Regions from separate parts of the Mus musculus genome. Here regions 2 and 3 are each linked to region 1. Evidence: chromatin contacts called from public HiChIP or PLAC-seq data. All regions are on one chromosome and are shown on one strand. The core of a region is the stretch at or near the end of the contact, and the rest is flanking DNA. Distances in the headings are between cores, read along the strand shown. Region 1 holds the start of Ets2 (E26 avian leukemia oncogene 2, 3' domain). Region 2 has its middle 56 kb from the start of Gm31845. Region 3 overlaps Gm32130 (a long non-coding RNA gene).

Region 1 (4,323 bases), core at 1,028-3,527:
TATATTATCCCAGCTATACCTACTGTGGGTTCAATATTCCTCACAGACGAAGACCACCAGGACAGCATGCCTAGCTCCCAATGTGAAGACTCAAGTCCCACTTCCTCACAATCCTCCTGAGAGTCCAGGTTCCAAATGTAAAATCACTTTATTCTGAGGCAACTGAGGACCGGTGACAACTGAGTCACCGGCCTAGACTACACACTCCTTTGGGGGTGTCTGTGGAGATTACGCCTCAGATCAGTAGGGCCTTAAATCCTGACCATGCCTGAGTGGGCTCTCCCTACCCCACCCCACTGAAGCAGAGAGCACACAAATATGAGCAAACCAGGCCTTTCTGTCACACTTCAGTCCTGTGAAACACTCGCCAACTGAGAACTTCATGTCGCCTACTTGGATGGAGTCAGCCCTGTAGCCTGTAACCTGTTGACTAAACACAAGCCTCCCGCAGAAAACCAGCAGCAGAGGCAGAGGTGTCCACGTGGTTCCTCCAGGGCCTGTCGGACAGTGCTTTCTGTTGCCCCAGTGTACAGACACTCGAGGACTTCTCTGTGATTTTTCGCTTCTGAGATGGGCAGAGAATAGCTTCAGAGGTTGGGGAAGAGCTCCCCTGCCTTTTGTGTACAAACAGGAGCAGAAAAGGGAGGCTCCCACTCCCACATAAATGCTGTAATTACCGGCTGCAGAACAGGGTTCCTTTGTTGCCTGGCTTTTAATGAGTTTTGTAAAAAAAAAAAAAAAAAAAAAAGAATGTAGAATTAAAGCCCTCCACTAAATGGCTTCAGGCAGACCCACGGCTAATCAAATTTAAGTTCATTTATCCGACTGGATGTGCTTGCTAACCCCTGGGACAAGTCAAGACTCTAGATAAATCAATTTCAAGTTTAGACTTTTTGGTACTGGTGATGGGCTAAAAAAAAAAAAAAAAATAGTAACAAGAAATGGGAGAAAATGGCAGAAATGTAGTAACTGGGAATAGTTAGGTTTTTAAACAAGAATTTCATGGATAACTGTATCCTTAGTGGAACAGGTAATCACTTATATAAGAGAGCATGAGTTTGTATTTAGATAAATTTAGGTTAAAAAAATAAAATAAAAGGACAAAACCCTTTGAAGGTTGGTTTGCCTTTTGCTTAGCAATCAGTTTAGAGAAATGAATGACTAATTCCATATATGAGAGTTTGGCTATTTCCCTGTGGGATGCACGGTGTTCACATTAACTGCACTGCGAGATTACTCAGATTTTAATAAAAGCTTAACACTGAGATGTATCTCCGGATTGGCGGTGGTGTAGGCAGGCAGATACCGACAGGAGCTTCCACAGCGGGAGCAAGTCTCTCAACTGGCGAATTAAATGACTCCTCTCTCCAACCAGGACTGCTCACCGCTTTACTTTCTAAATAAGTAGCGAGTCAACTACTATTTTAGGCTCCCCTGAAATTGAGTGCAGGCTAGTACAAGTCTTATGAGATTAAATAGTAAATTAGAAAAAAAAAAAAGTCAAATACGCAAACGCTTCAGGTTACCCCTTCATTCATATGCTTTAAGGAGAAAATAAAAGCAGAGCAGCCACCAGCACCCCTACTTGGACCGTATCCCGTACTGGCTTCCCAGGGCCCAGGGGAGCCCAGACCTGGCCAAGCAGGTGACACGTTCCCGGGAGCCGCAACTTCCCAGGTGTTCCATGATCCGGACACCCCCACATCCTTCCAGGCCTAGCGCCTCCCCAACTCAAGTCACCCCGAACCTGGGGCTACCTCGGCCACCTCTCCAGGTGCCTCAAGCCCTCTCGAGAAACGCAGTCGCGCACCCCGGGCAGGAACCGCACGGGGCGACCACTGGCTTCCCCAAAACAAAAGCGGTCTGCCCGCGCCCTGCCCGATGCCTGGGTCCCCCTCCGAGGCCACTGGGTGCCTAGGAACCAGCCGGAGCGGCTCTGGGGCGCGCGATGGCCCGGCGGGATCAGGGGCCGCCCGCACTACACCCCACCCCGGGCGGAGTCTCTGCTGAGGACCATCGCGCACAGGGGCCGCTCTTACCGCGCCGCAGCAGGCAGGGCCAGCCGGAGGGCGGCGGGGAGAGGAGATCGCGGCGGTCCCGGCGCGCAAGGCCGGGCGAGACGAGGCCGTAGGGCCGATCCGGGCGCGCGGGGCCGGGGAAGGTGGCGGGGACTGACGGGCCTCAGTGGTGTCCACTCTGTGCTCAACGCCGCGGTGAAGGAAGTAACCAGCCCGATCTCCTAGCCGCGCGCTCTTCTGGAGCTGGGGGAGGGCCGGAGGGAACCGGGGGAGGGGACAGCAGGGGTGACGGAGAGAGCGCGGAGGAGGAGCGAGCGCGAGGCCGGCGTGGGAGGAGAGCGCGCTCTGGCAGCGGCGGATCCACGCTGCTCCCGGGCCCTTCTCTGCGACCCTGCAGCTCGCTGTCGCCTGCCTGCTGGCCCCTGCTCCTGGAGCCCGGTTCGGGCGTTATGCCCAGGAGGTCCAGCTAGAAAGGCAGGGCCGTATCCGCCCGCGTTAGGCTGTCTGCAGGTCCGAGCTGGGGGCCCTGTTGGCACTTGGGTTGGGTGGTTAGGCTTCTGCGGTGGAGCCTGCCCTGTGCTTGGAGCTACGTGTGGGTCCTGATTTCTGGTCCTTCGTCGTGAAAGACTCATACGTGGGGTTAGGGAGTCGCAAAGTGGGCGGGTGGCGGAGTCGCGAGTGGAAGAGCAGAACGTGGCGCAGCCGCTTGCCTCTGGAGAGGCCCCTCCTACTGCCTCGGTGCGGATGGCGCCCCCTAGGGCTGAGCCGAGTCTCAGCGCCGACTTGGCCGAGCACTTAGGCGCCATCTATTATTAGTCTTAGTAAATCCTTCAAGGCTACTACTGTGTTCTACTTAACATGGTCTACGAGGTCAACTACATGTCAAGTCCAGCGTGACTCTCCCAAACTCATGGTCAAAACACAAGCCAAAGAGTGGTTTCCTTTTTGGTCAGAAGGCGTTGAGTCCATGGTTGGAAACCTGTGGGATTCATCCGTAGGCACAGGTGTACGTTGAATATTATTTCGTTCCTTCTCAAGTTTAGGTTGTTACCAGAGATGGCATATGAAATTGCAAATGGCAAGCTCAGGCAAGGCCACGGGACTGACGATTGGTACATTACAAGGACAGCCTTGCCGGGAAGGGAGTGGAAGACCCCAGCTTCTCTGGTACCGCAGGGTTCCTGGTTTCCATGGCAACTCCCCATCTGAAATTATTGCCAATCAAGATACTATTACACCTGATACTTCTCTCCAGTGTATCACCTTTGCAGGAGTCAAGGCCTAATCCACTAAGCTAAAACAGCTAGGTCCAGAGGGAATTGATATTTCCTCATGGCTTCTCAGTGTGTATTCAGGTCCAGACCAGAGAACCCAGGTCAAGGAGGAACTCCATAAATAGAAGAAAGAGTCCCTGTCCCGTTACCATGGAGACACGGAACAGCATATGCTAACTTAAAAAAAAAAAAAACATAGCAGAAGGTACTGACTTGTCTGAAGGAGTGTGTCCGTTGGCCCTATCTCCCTGCAAGTATTTTCACGCCTTGACCACGTATCTGAGAAGCTTGGTACACACAGTGATCTCTTGAAGTTCAGATACCCAAAACAGGACTGTTTCCTTCCATCACTTCTGCTCCTGAGACCGTGGGCATTCGAGGACTCCTTTGGTCCACAAAGGCCTTATTGAGCCAAGCCTCTCAGGGCTGCTCAGGCTGATGGCTGGAGGGCAGCTCTTGGTAATGCTGAGCAGAAAAGCTACAAAAGAAGTTAGTACCCAAGTGTCACAGCACCCCTGTCATTAAACTTTGATTAGCTGATGAAGCAAACCTGTAAAAGAATTTATCAGCAGGGCTGAGAACTTGGTAGGGACGGGCTCTAAATTCCTGAATAAGTTTTTCTAAACTCTCTTTTAGGAGCATTTTAGGAAAATCTCTGGGGGAAAAAACTGTCATATACATGAAGAGGAAGAAAGGTATTCAGGAAAGCCACCCCAAACCTGTCAGGTCTGAGTATGTGGAAACCTAATGTAAAACAACAGCGGCTAGAAGCACGCATGGCAGACCAGCGAGCTCTCACAGACGTCAGGCACCTTTGTGTTCTGCCTGGCCTTCTGGAGGAGGCAACCTGGATCCCAAGCATAAGCTAGACAGGCCTCTGCTTTGTGGTTGGCCCACCTCAGCCTTGATCAGTTACATACTCAGGAACATAACAGATACACATTTACCTTTTCTGTTTGGTTCCCCCACCCCTTCCTCTTCTTGGGTGGTTTCCTAGTTACTGAGCCGGAGTTAAAGCCTAGCCTGGCTGA
Region 2 (4,323 bases), core at 477-2,976, 90 kb after region 1:
TTGTCAGTTGAGTAGATTTAGAATCACTTAGGAGACTCACCTCTCTGCACATGTGTGGGAGTCCAGAAAGGTTTAACTTCGAGGGAAGAGTCTCCTTGAATATGGACAGCACCATTTTATGGCCTGGGATGTGTGTCTCAAACTGAATAAAAAGAAGAAAATGAATTAGGCATCAGAATTTCTCTTCCTCTGTTTCCTGACCGTAGATGTGACATGACAGCCATCTCACACACACACCTCTCTCTCCACACCTTCCCTGTCAGGATGGACTGCACCTCTGTAAACCATGAGCTGGATAAATCTTCCTTCACTTACGTGCTGCTGGTGAGAGCTTGCGTGATACATGGTCAGAGCTGAGAGGGCTCCAAGAAAGGAAATGGGCTTCAAAGCCTGGAATGTCACCTGTCTGCCTCTTCTTCATTTGCTGTGGGGCAATCTCACCAGCTCAGTGGAAGGGCTTCTATAAAATGACTGGATAAAATTTAAGTTGTTGGGGTGAGCACCCATCCACTATGACTGAAGTTCTTATGCGATGAGAACACTTGGACATAGCAGAGGGAAGAGGCTCAGGAGGAAGCCTTACCCAACAGCCAAGAAAGGGACCTGGGGTAGATGTTACCTCACACAGAAGTCGACCCTGCTGAGACCTTCATCAGAACCCCCACCCTCCAGAACAGGAGATAACTTTGTGTTGTTTCAGCTGCCAGTTGTGACACTTCTTCCTAGCTGTAGTGGAGCAGTATACTCTCTGATGGTACTGAGTAAAATTATACCTGACACACTCACAGCATCACACCTGACACACTCACAGCATCACACCTGACACAGCATCTCACCGGACACACACAGCATTGCACCTGACACACTCACAGATCACACCTGACACACAGCATCACACCGGACACACAGCATCACACCTGATGCACACAGCATCACACCTGACACACTCACAGCATCACACCTGACACACTCACAGCATCACACCTGACACACTCACAGCATCACACCTGACACACTCACTCACAGCATCACACCTGACACACTCACAGCATCACACCTGACACACTCACAGCATCACACCTGACACACAGCATCACACCTGACACACTCACTCACAGCATCACACCTGACACACAGCATCACACCTGACACACTCAGAGCATCACACCTTACACACTCACAGCATCACACCTGACACACTCAAGCATCACACCTGACACACTCAACATCTTTCATCAGCTTAATCACAGGTGCAGAGGACACCATGTCATCTCAACGGAAGTGAAGGACCAGATCTGGTAAAGAATGGGAGAGGTTCCCATCATTTCAACTGCCAAGTCGAGACTGAGGTTTGCTGTAGAAGCTACGAGAGCCGGGCAGCATTCTCTCGCTTTGGAGACACGTGACTCTTCCACAGGAAGTGGGAAATCACCATAGGCCTGGCTCTAGATTCCTCTCTCTCTGTGACGGTTGCAGGGATCACCGAAGCTGTTGGGATTTATTTTCTCTCCAACAAGGGTGTTTCTTACATTTCTCTTTGCTGACTCAGATCTTCCCGCTTTTTGCCTCCACCCCCACTGTAACTTATTAGGTTCTTGTTAAACAAATAAAACACATGCCCGGATTGGGAATTAGAATTTTATGCAACTGTCAAAAATAGCTGCACTGGGAGCAGGGCAGTGACCACAGGAAGTGATTCACTGCCGCCGTCAGCTTCTCTTACCTACAACCCCAGAGAAACAGGAACCGTAAACACTATACTTAGGTGTCACGGAAGGTCACTGCTGCACCTGACCTTGTCAACTGTATCATCTGACAACCGTATAGGACAGAGGAGGAACTCATGGCCATCTAAGGCAAAGAGGCTTGCGGAGGGCCTGGCGCTGTGTCTCAGTGACTATTTCTACCAATGGCGACGTCAATGAAGATGTTTCTCTAATTGTCGTTAAGGCTGCTACATGTATAGACTCTGGGATTTGGTCTGGTTGACATAGATTTTAACTTTAGTTGGCATTCCTACTTTTCGTTTGTGGAGGTGCGAATGGGACCGGTGGTGGTGACAGCATGCATGATTCCACTGGTACCTCTGACCTGCCTCAGTCCATCCGAAAGGACTCTTCATCCTGGGCTAGCTCATTTTACTTGATCTTGGTTGTAGACTCTGTCTGTGTCAGTGCCCTGATGAGGGTGCTTACAGTGTTCTCTGGTGCTTCCCTGATAGGGGCTCATTCACGCTCTCTAGGTCCAGAGAGTCTTCAGTAGCCTTCTGTATTTGATGTTTGGGAAATGGAAGAAAGTTCAAAGGTCATGAACACTGACTCTGAACTTCTTGCCCTACCCCTAACTCCACTGAGACTCAAGACAGGGAAAGAGGACTTCACCTAAGGCATGAAAGTTAGATGATGTGACTCCTTCATGGTTGGTTGAAGTCCATGGATGCTTCTATGGCTCCTCTTAAATTTTCCTTTCTTATCCTTATCTTTAGTATAGAGTATATTGGTGACTCGTCTCGTTGCTGTGATAAAACATATCCAACAAAAGCAACGCAACAAAGGGTTTATTGTGGCTTGCAGTTTGAGGGTAAGGTCTATCATGGAAGTAGGGCTTTGAAGTATCTGGCCACCTTGCATCTACAATAAGGAAGCAGAGAGACCCAAAGGCCAACACCCAGACTGCTTCTCCTCTCTATTCAGCCTAGGGCCGAAGCAGTACTGCCCACAGTTAAGGGGAGCCTTTCCACCTCAGTTATATACATAATCTAGATTATCCTGCATAGGCTTGTCCGGAGGTTAGCCCAGTCTAGATAGTTCCTCACACACGTGGCCAGAGGCTGGCCTCCTGGGTAGCTCCTGTAAGTTGGCAGTCATAATTCACCATCGCGAAGAGCATCTGATGAGTCTGGCGAACCATGAAATGTTAAACGAAGAATATGAACTGAAAGATGATTTCAAAGAGCACCGTAGGAAGAATGTGGAACACGGGATCCAAAAATAAACAGTTTGGACGAGTGTGTTAATGCCTGCTCTTGTCAGGACACAGTGCCTGGCAAGAAGCAAGTTAAGGAAGAAGGTTTTGTTTGGGCTCAAGTTTTGAAGTGAGGCACAGCCGTGGTGGAGGAGGCATGGAGTGAGGATGTCACTATTGGCAGCTGGTCCCATTGCATCTGCATCCAGGATGCAGGGAGACCTGAATGATGGTTTTCACCTCTTCTCCCCTCCCCCCCTTCATTTCATCCCAGAGTCCAGTCCCTGAGACAGTGGCACCCACATTCACACTGAGCCTTCCCTCCTTAGTTAAAGCTCTCTCCCTCTCTCTGGAGACACTCTGGTGGGATCACCCAGAAGTGTAATCTTCCAGGTCCTTTGAAATCCTGTCAGGTTGACAAAGGCTAACCCCCACAGTGGGCAATGGAATCACAACGATTATCAAGAAAAAAATTCATCGAAGGCCATCAAGGGGAAAAAAATGTAAATTGCTTAAAACTTAAGCTCACAGAATGTACAGCATAAGACTGAAACATGTTAGTCAGAGTGAACCCATCAACTGTAGCAAATGTCCTCTCTGGCAGAAATGCCCGGAATGGTAGAGGCTGTGCATGAGGGGAGAGATCATGGGAACTCTGAACCATCCGGTGATTCCAGCACACCTGCTCTATACACATTTGAAAGTTGTAGCTAATTAAACAATAAGACACAAACTCCTGTGCTTCAAAAATTGCTTAAGGTGTTTCAGAAAAGTAATTTGAAAAGGCTAAAGGACTAAAGAAAGGGGGCTATTTCTATTCCATAGACAAAGAACGTATTGTTCTGTTTTGGGTAGTGAAGATCTTGGTTGTTAATAGAACAAAAAAGAAAAATGAGGAGACCCTGGGATCTCTAATAGTGGAGGAGGTGGGAGCAGAAGTCTCCAGGGAGTGAAGAAAATTAACTGAAGGGTCATTGGGAAAGCAGGACTTGAGAGCAGCTTGCCAATAGCCCCGGACGGCCTGTGGGGATAGAAATAGCTTTTATTTCAAGCCTCTCCCCAGCCTAGCCTGGCTCCCTCATCATACTACATTTAGGACTCCAATTTAAAAAGCAGATGGACCTCCATTCCCCAACACTTGGTAAATTCTCAATAGCTTTTTTCTTTGCGTGAAAAGGACTTTTGAAACAGTGCAGGTGGCTTGGGAGACAGGTGTCCTCAGATGGGTTAGAGGAACACCCAGCAGGGACAGCAAAGGCACTCCAGACTACAGCTTCCCAACACAGTAAGCCACAGCACCTTGGTGGGATGGGGTTGGGGGGGCATGTGAACCCCCAGGAACTCAGGAACCCTCTAACA
Region 3 (4,323 bases), core at 745-3,244, 78 kb before region 1:
CACAAAGGGTGCTGCCTCAGCGCCTCTGTGCTTCCGCCTGTTCCAGAAGCTGTCAGGTTCTCTGGCGCACCCTCTCACCTGTTCAGACTAATTTCCTAAGTTCGGCGGGTCCCGGACCAAGATCTCCTGATCTCTTCTTAAGATGACACCAGTTGCGCTGAATCAGGGCTCTTAATAATGACCTCATTCTGACTGGATCACCTCACATCTAGGTTTTAACTCCAAATACAGCCTTGTTCTGAGACAGTGGAGGGAAGACCTGAAATATATGGAGTCTCATAACAACTTTACAATGGCTTCAGTGACATATTTTAGGGTTTTAAATTCACTTTTGAAGTATTTGGGAATTGAATCCAAGGTCTCCCACCTGGTAGGTGTTCAGTCTACCACTGAACTATACTGAACTTCTAAGGATATTTTAAAGTGGAATTTGGGAATGTCATCGTCAGGTATGGGGGTGGGGGGCAGAGTTCAAAAGTGAATTCCTAATTCCAGAGAGTCCCTACTGTTTTGAGCCTTGGGGCCCATCACAAGCCACAGGGTGGGTCTTTCTGCAATGTTCTAGCTTCTAGAAGCTCTGGGGGCCCCAGGGATAAGGGCTATTTATCTGTTCCCTCTATTAGGTCTGAGGAGTCTCTTCCAGACACACAACAGATGACACTTCACTGTGTGTGATGTGTCAGAGCCAACCAGCCACAGGGACTTAGAGCGCATCTGTGGACCGAAATAGAGACTTGCTTGTTTCCAGTGAGTAACCAAAGGGGAAGTTATCTTAATTTTGAAAGGAACAAGGCCAGCTTCATTGTGGGTCTTTTTTGTGTGTTCTTGAGTGTCAGCACCCATATGGATGTCGTCACATCCAACTCCGTGTGTGTTCTGGGGACCTAAAGTCTGGTCTTTACCCACTAATACGTCTTTCCTGCCCCCCCTTTTTTTTCTGGAATGAAATCTTTCCCATTACCCTTTTCTTTCTAAGTTCAAGGTCTTTCTTTTCCGACTACTGCTGCCTTGGATTGGGACCATGGTCTGTTGAGGCATACAAATGGTGCCAACAGTGTCCCTGCCCTTCTGTTAAATGCCAGTGGCATTTCTTCTCATTGATAATCAATAAGGTCTTTTGAAGTTGCCATTGTAAGATTATTCCCATTGGGTGTGTTATAATGAGATGCAGTGGCCCTTTCGTGTAGTGTGGGAGTGCTCTAGGAACATAGAGGTGTGTGTATGAATCTGAGGCTAGCACTGATGTTTGTTGAACTGATAACTGGTTAGAAGTGACTAACAGGCAGGTAGAAAATACAGTGTGGACACACACGATAAAGGGATGCTTGTGCCCAGGATGGGTTATAGGAGGATGCTACAAGTCTTTACACCCTATTCAGTAAACCAGACAATTTAACATTCATGAAGTCTCTAGAGACTATTCCACATAACATTTCTGGCTACAGCTGGTCCCAGACAAATGAAGGTAAGAAAAAGCTATGGTCACAGAGGAATGGAAAAAGCTGAGTAAAGAGACAGGCTGGTGCCTGGGCTTTGCTTCCTTATGGACTACTCAGGGATCTGCCAGTGACGTGAGAGCAGGTCTCATGGTGCATAAGGTAGATGGAGGGATGCCATTTGGGAGTGAGCAATAACCTCAAAGGTGGGTTTTACCAACATTTCACTGGTGATCGTGACCTTCAAAAACCATAGTTATTCAGGGTCCACCTTTAGGTTCCAGATGAAAACATATAGTATCTCAGGGGTGCAGGGACACCATCTTCACTCCTCCATCGCAGTGCTGGGCTTAAGGAGAGCTGTGTAATCCTGCAGGCCACTGCTTCTGGGACACCTCAGAGCTATCTGCCTCAAGCCCTTGCACTTGACCTTTCAGGATCAACCTCTAACAGCAGAATTAGAAGGTAAAGAAGGAGGGAGAATAGAGATCTGAGCTAGCAGAGCACAGTCAGGTTTGTTCCCAAAGGCTGGGGGCTTGTTGGCGCCAGGGGCCCCCTACAGCAGAGCAGGGGCCACCCACACAGGAAGCTAGTTTTCCCCCAGGGTTCACCGTCTCTATTTTTGAACTTCAATGCTGCTTGCCTTTCCTGAACACAAGATGTAAACCCATTGGGGAGGGTGCTCCTGGGGTTTCTCTTAGGATCTCCAGTAAAACCTTGACCTTTCCACTGCAGTATACAGGACAAAGAGGTGAGGTACAAGCTCACCAGAGCACAGTGAAAGTTATCCATCTGGAGTGAGCACTATGTCCCCAGTAACATGGAAAATGGAGGTTTGGGGGGGGGTGAACATGGTGGTCACCTCTTGGCAGGAATCCAGGTGCCCCTCTGATTTTGAATGCAGTGCTTCTCCTAGTTCTAGAAAAACAGGTCTTCCTGATGCAACCACCTGGAGATAGGTAGCAATGGGGATATCCATTCCCTGGCCTCTTTTGCTCCCAGGGAACATGCACTTGGAGGATGAGCAATGAAGAATGGTAATGCCAGTATGCTCAAGTTGACATCCCTCCAAATGTACTATTCCAGTGGAGATGGGATAGCCTGCTCATGGACAAAATGCACATATTTCATCTGTAAACTTACCTGATAATTTGGTCTATGTTTGATGAGGCATTGCTCCACGACCCCTACTTTACCAAAATCCATAGTGAGTTGTAAAGAGAAAAACCTGATGTTCTGGACACACTGTGCTTAATTTAAAAGGTGTCATGGGTTATTTTGGGAATACCATGGGTGCTTTCCATGCTCTCTATGGCTGTCACACGCAATTTTGAAACATATATTACTCCCTACACGGGAAGCACGGGAACACGTACAAGATGAGAATATACGTTCCAGCTTCAGTCACGTCAGGTGATCTCAGCAGTCTTTATTTACTCTGGATGCTTTCTTTTCTATCAAAGTCTCTGACAAGAGAGCACTCCTCTCAGGTTGGAATTGAGGGCTGTCATTGTTCTTGAGCAGGTACTCCTAAAGCGACATTGCTATGTAGGAGTTATCACACAAATAAAACCTTTTTAGAAACCGGGACTTCCCACACAGTTAACTGTGTGGGTTTAGATTAGGGCTGACTTTTATGGCCTACCTAAGACCATGTTGAGACCATGTGGCTTTGACAATGAGAGGTTTCACACACCAGAACAAAGGTGTGGTGTCTAAACTTGGGAACTGACCACAATAGCTTAACATATTTCTCAGAGCCATCAGGTGCCTACAGTTGAGATTCACCCCAGCCCAGGGGAGTACAGTTGCACCTGTTCCTGCCAACTATCCATTGTATGGGCCATCAGAAAATCACTTTGCCCCTTTGGACCTGCACTGGTCTGTGATAAAGGGGTAGGCCTGGCAAACGGTTGGCTTTGAAGAATGAGTCACTTGGTCATTTCTGGAAAAAACAAAACAAAACCAAAAACCCTGCACTGCCGAGATGAAAGAGGAGCAGAAAGAGCCACCAATATTTCTCAACATCTGCTCCTAGAGAAAACAATGTTTATTGTGGTAAAATCTGCATATCATAAAATTTCCCATTGTAACCACTTTTAGGGGTTCATTTCAAAGGCGTGGAACAAGTTTGCACAGAGGTGGAGCCATCTCTACCATATAGTTCTGAATACTTTCATGGCCCCCAACTAAGTCTACTCAGTAAATGATAGCGCCCTGCCCCAGACTCACACCCCCATTCTACTGTCAGACAGCACTAGGCAGCTCTCTCTCACCTGTGCCCCACAGCACCTGTTACTTTGTAGCTGCCTTGTTTCATTTCTAACTTTCACAAGGTTTGTACACACACCTAGTGGTGGAGTCTTGTTTCTCTTTGGGATAAAGAGTATCTACATCTGCTTGTTCATTCATCACTCAGAGCAAACTTCTTTCTCTAGTTCACACTCGGATGAGATGTTTTCTAAAGAACATTGTGAGCGACTTTACCCAAATGAATAATCTTTCAATCTCTTTAATCCTGTGTTACACTAGAGTGAGATGTAAAGTAAGTGGTAAGTGGCGTGTATTTAAATAACACTAAATATGTAAATAGGAATGTCATCCCTCCCTCATCTCCCTGTAGAATTATTTTTCTTCTATTTTGTTCTAGAAGAATATGTAGGGTACAAAGTCTACATTTCAAAAATAGGATTTCTGCAGTTAATCATGTTAACGGGGACATAAATGCCAGCCCAGCCTCTGTGAGTCATTTCTTGGATTCTAAAAGGAATGCATTTCAGACAGGAGGTTTTTTCATCTTTGAGGTTTGTTTTAAGAAGTGCCAGAAGCAAAGGCAAAATAATAAACTGCCTGGAGCCCCACTCAGATCCAGAGGCAGCCCTGAAAC

Evidence for each region. HiChIP or PLAC-seq counts read pairs in DNA pulled down with a chosen protein or histone mark.
Region 2: a contact with region 1 is called in an H3K4me3 HiChIP or PLAC-seq map of bone marrow-derived macrophages, with 2.5 times the contacts expected there. The contact joins the enhancer-like site here to the promoter of Ets2 in region 1. A contact is called at or near these places in 5 of 39 promoter capture datasets (the 3T3-L1 cell line, hippocampal neurons, liver and 2 more), 7 of 484 Hi-C or Micro-C datasets (adipose-derived mesenchymal stem cells, embryonic fibroblasts, embryonic stem cells and 3 more), 15 of 115 datasets of contacts at active chromatin or transcription factors (the NIH/3T3 cell line, bone marrow-derived macrophages, craniofacial prominence and 9 more) and 2 of 9 other capture datasets (adipose tissue and pancreatic islet).
Region 3: a contact with region 1 is called in a RAD21 HiChIP or PLAC-seq map of pro-B cells, with 3 times the contacts expected there. The contact joins the enhancer-like site here to the promoter of Ets2 in region 1. A contact is called at or near these places in 4 of 39 promoter capture datasets (the 3T3-L1 cell line, the C10 cell line, cancer-associated fibroblasts and 1 more), 2 of 15 datasets of contacts at CTCF or cohesin (the G1E-ER4 cell line and pro-B cells), 18 of 484 Hi-C or Micro-C datasets (B cells, CD4 single positive thymocytes, the G1E-ER4 cell line and 8 more), 15 of 115 datasets of contacts at active chromatin or transcription factors (the HPC-7 cell line, the SCID.adh cell line, SST interneurons and 8 more) and 3 of 9 other capture datasets (adipose tissue, liver and pancreatic islet).

What each region holds. Positions count from the first base shown.
Region 1 is chr16:95,700,361-95,704,683 of GRCm38.p6, reverse strand. Ets2 (E26 avian leukemia oncogene 2, 3' domain) reads right to left here and starts at 2,277. Exons shown (of 10, transcript NM_011809.3): 1 at 2,040-2,277. It overlaps Gm31989 (a long non-coding RNA gene), which reads left to right and starts at 3,836. Exons shown (of 4, transcript XR_876298.3): 1 at 3,836-4,323.
Region 2 is chr16:95,609,619-95,613,941 of GRCm38.p6, reverse strand. No RefSeq gene overlaps it. Among named protein-coding and RNA genes, the nearest start is that of Gm31845, 56 kb to the left of the region's middle. Within about 2 kb of position 1,726, at least 23 of the 459 cell types and tissues checked have an H3K27ac peak or open chromatin away from gene starts, as enhancers often do. A contact at or near this core is called in bone marrow-derived macrophages and trophoblast stem cells, where this site is marked.
Region 3 is chr16:95,778,297-95,782,619 of GRCm38.p6, reverse strand. All of the region lies in intron 1 of Gm32130 (a long non-coding RNA gene), which reads left to right. Among named protein-coding and RNA genes, the nearest start is that of Gm41509, 18 kb to the left of the region's middle. Within about 2 kb of position 1,994, at least 31 of the 459 cell types and tissues checked have an H3K27ac peak or open chromatin away from gene starts, as enhancers often do. A contact at or near this core is called in B cells, pancreatic cancer cells and pro-B cells, where this site is marked.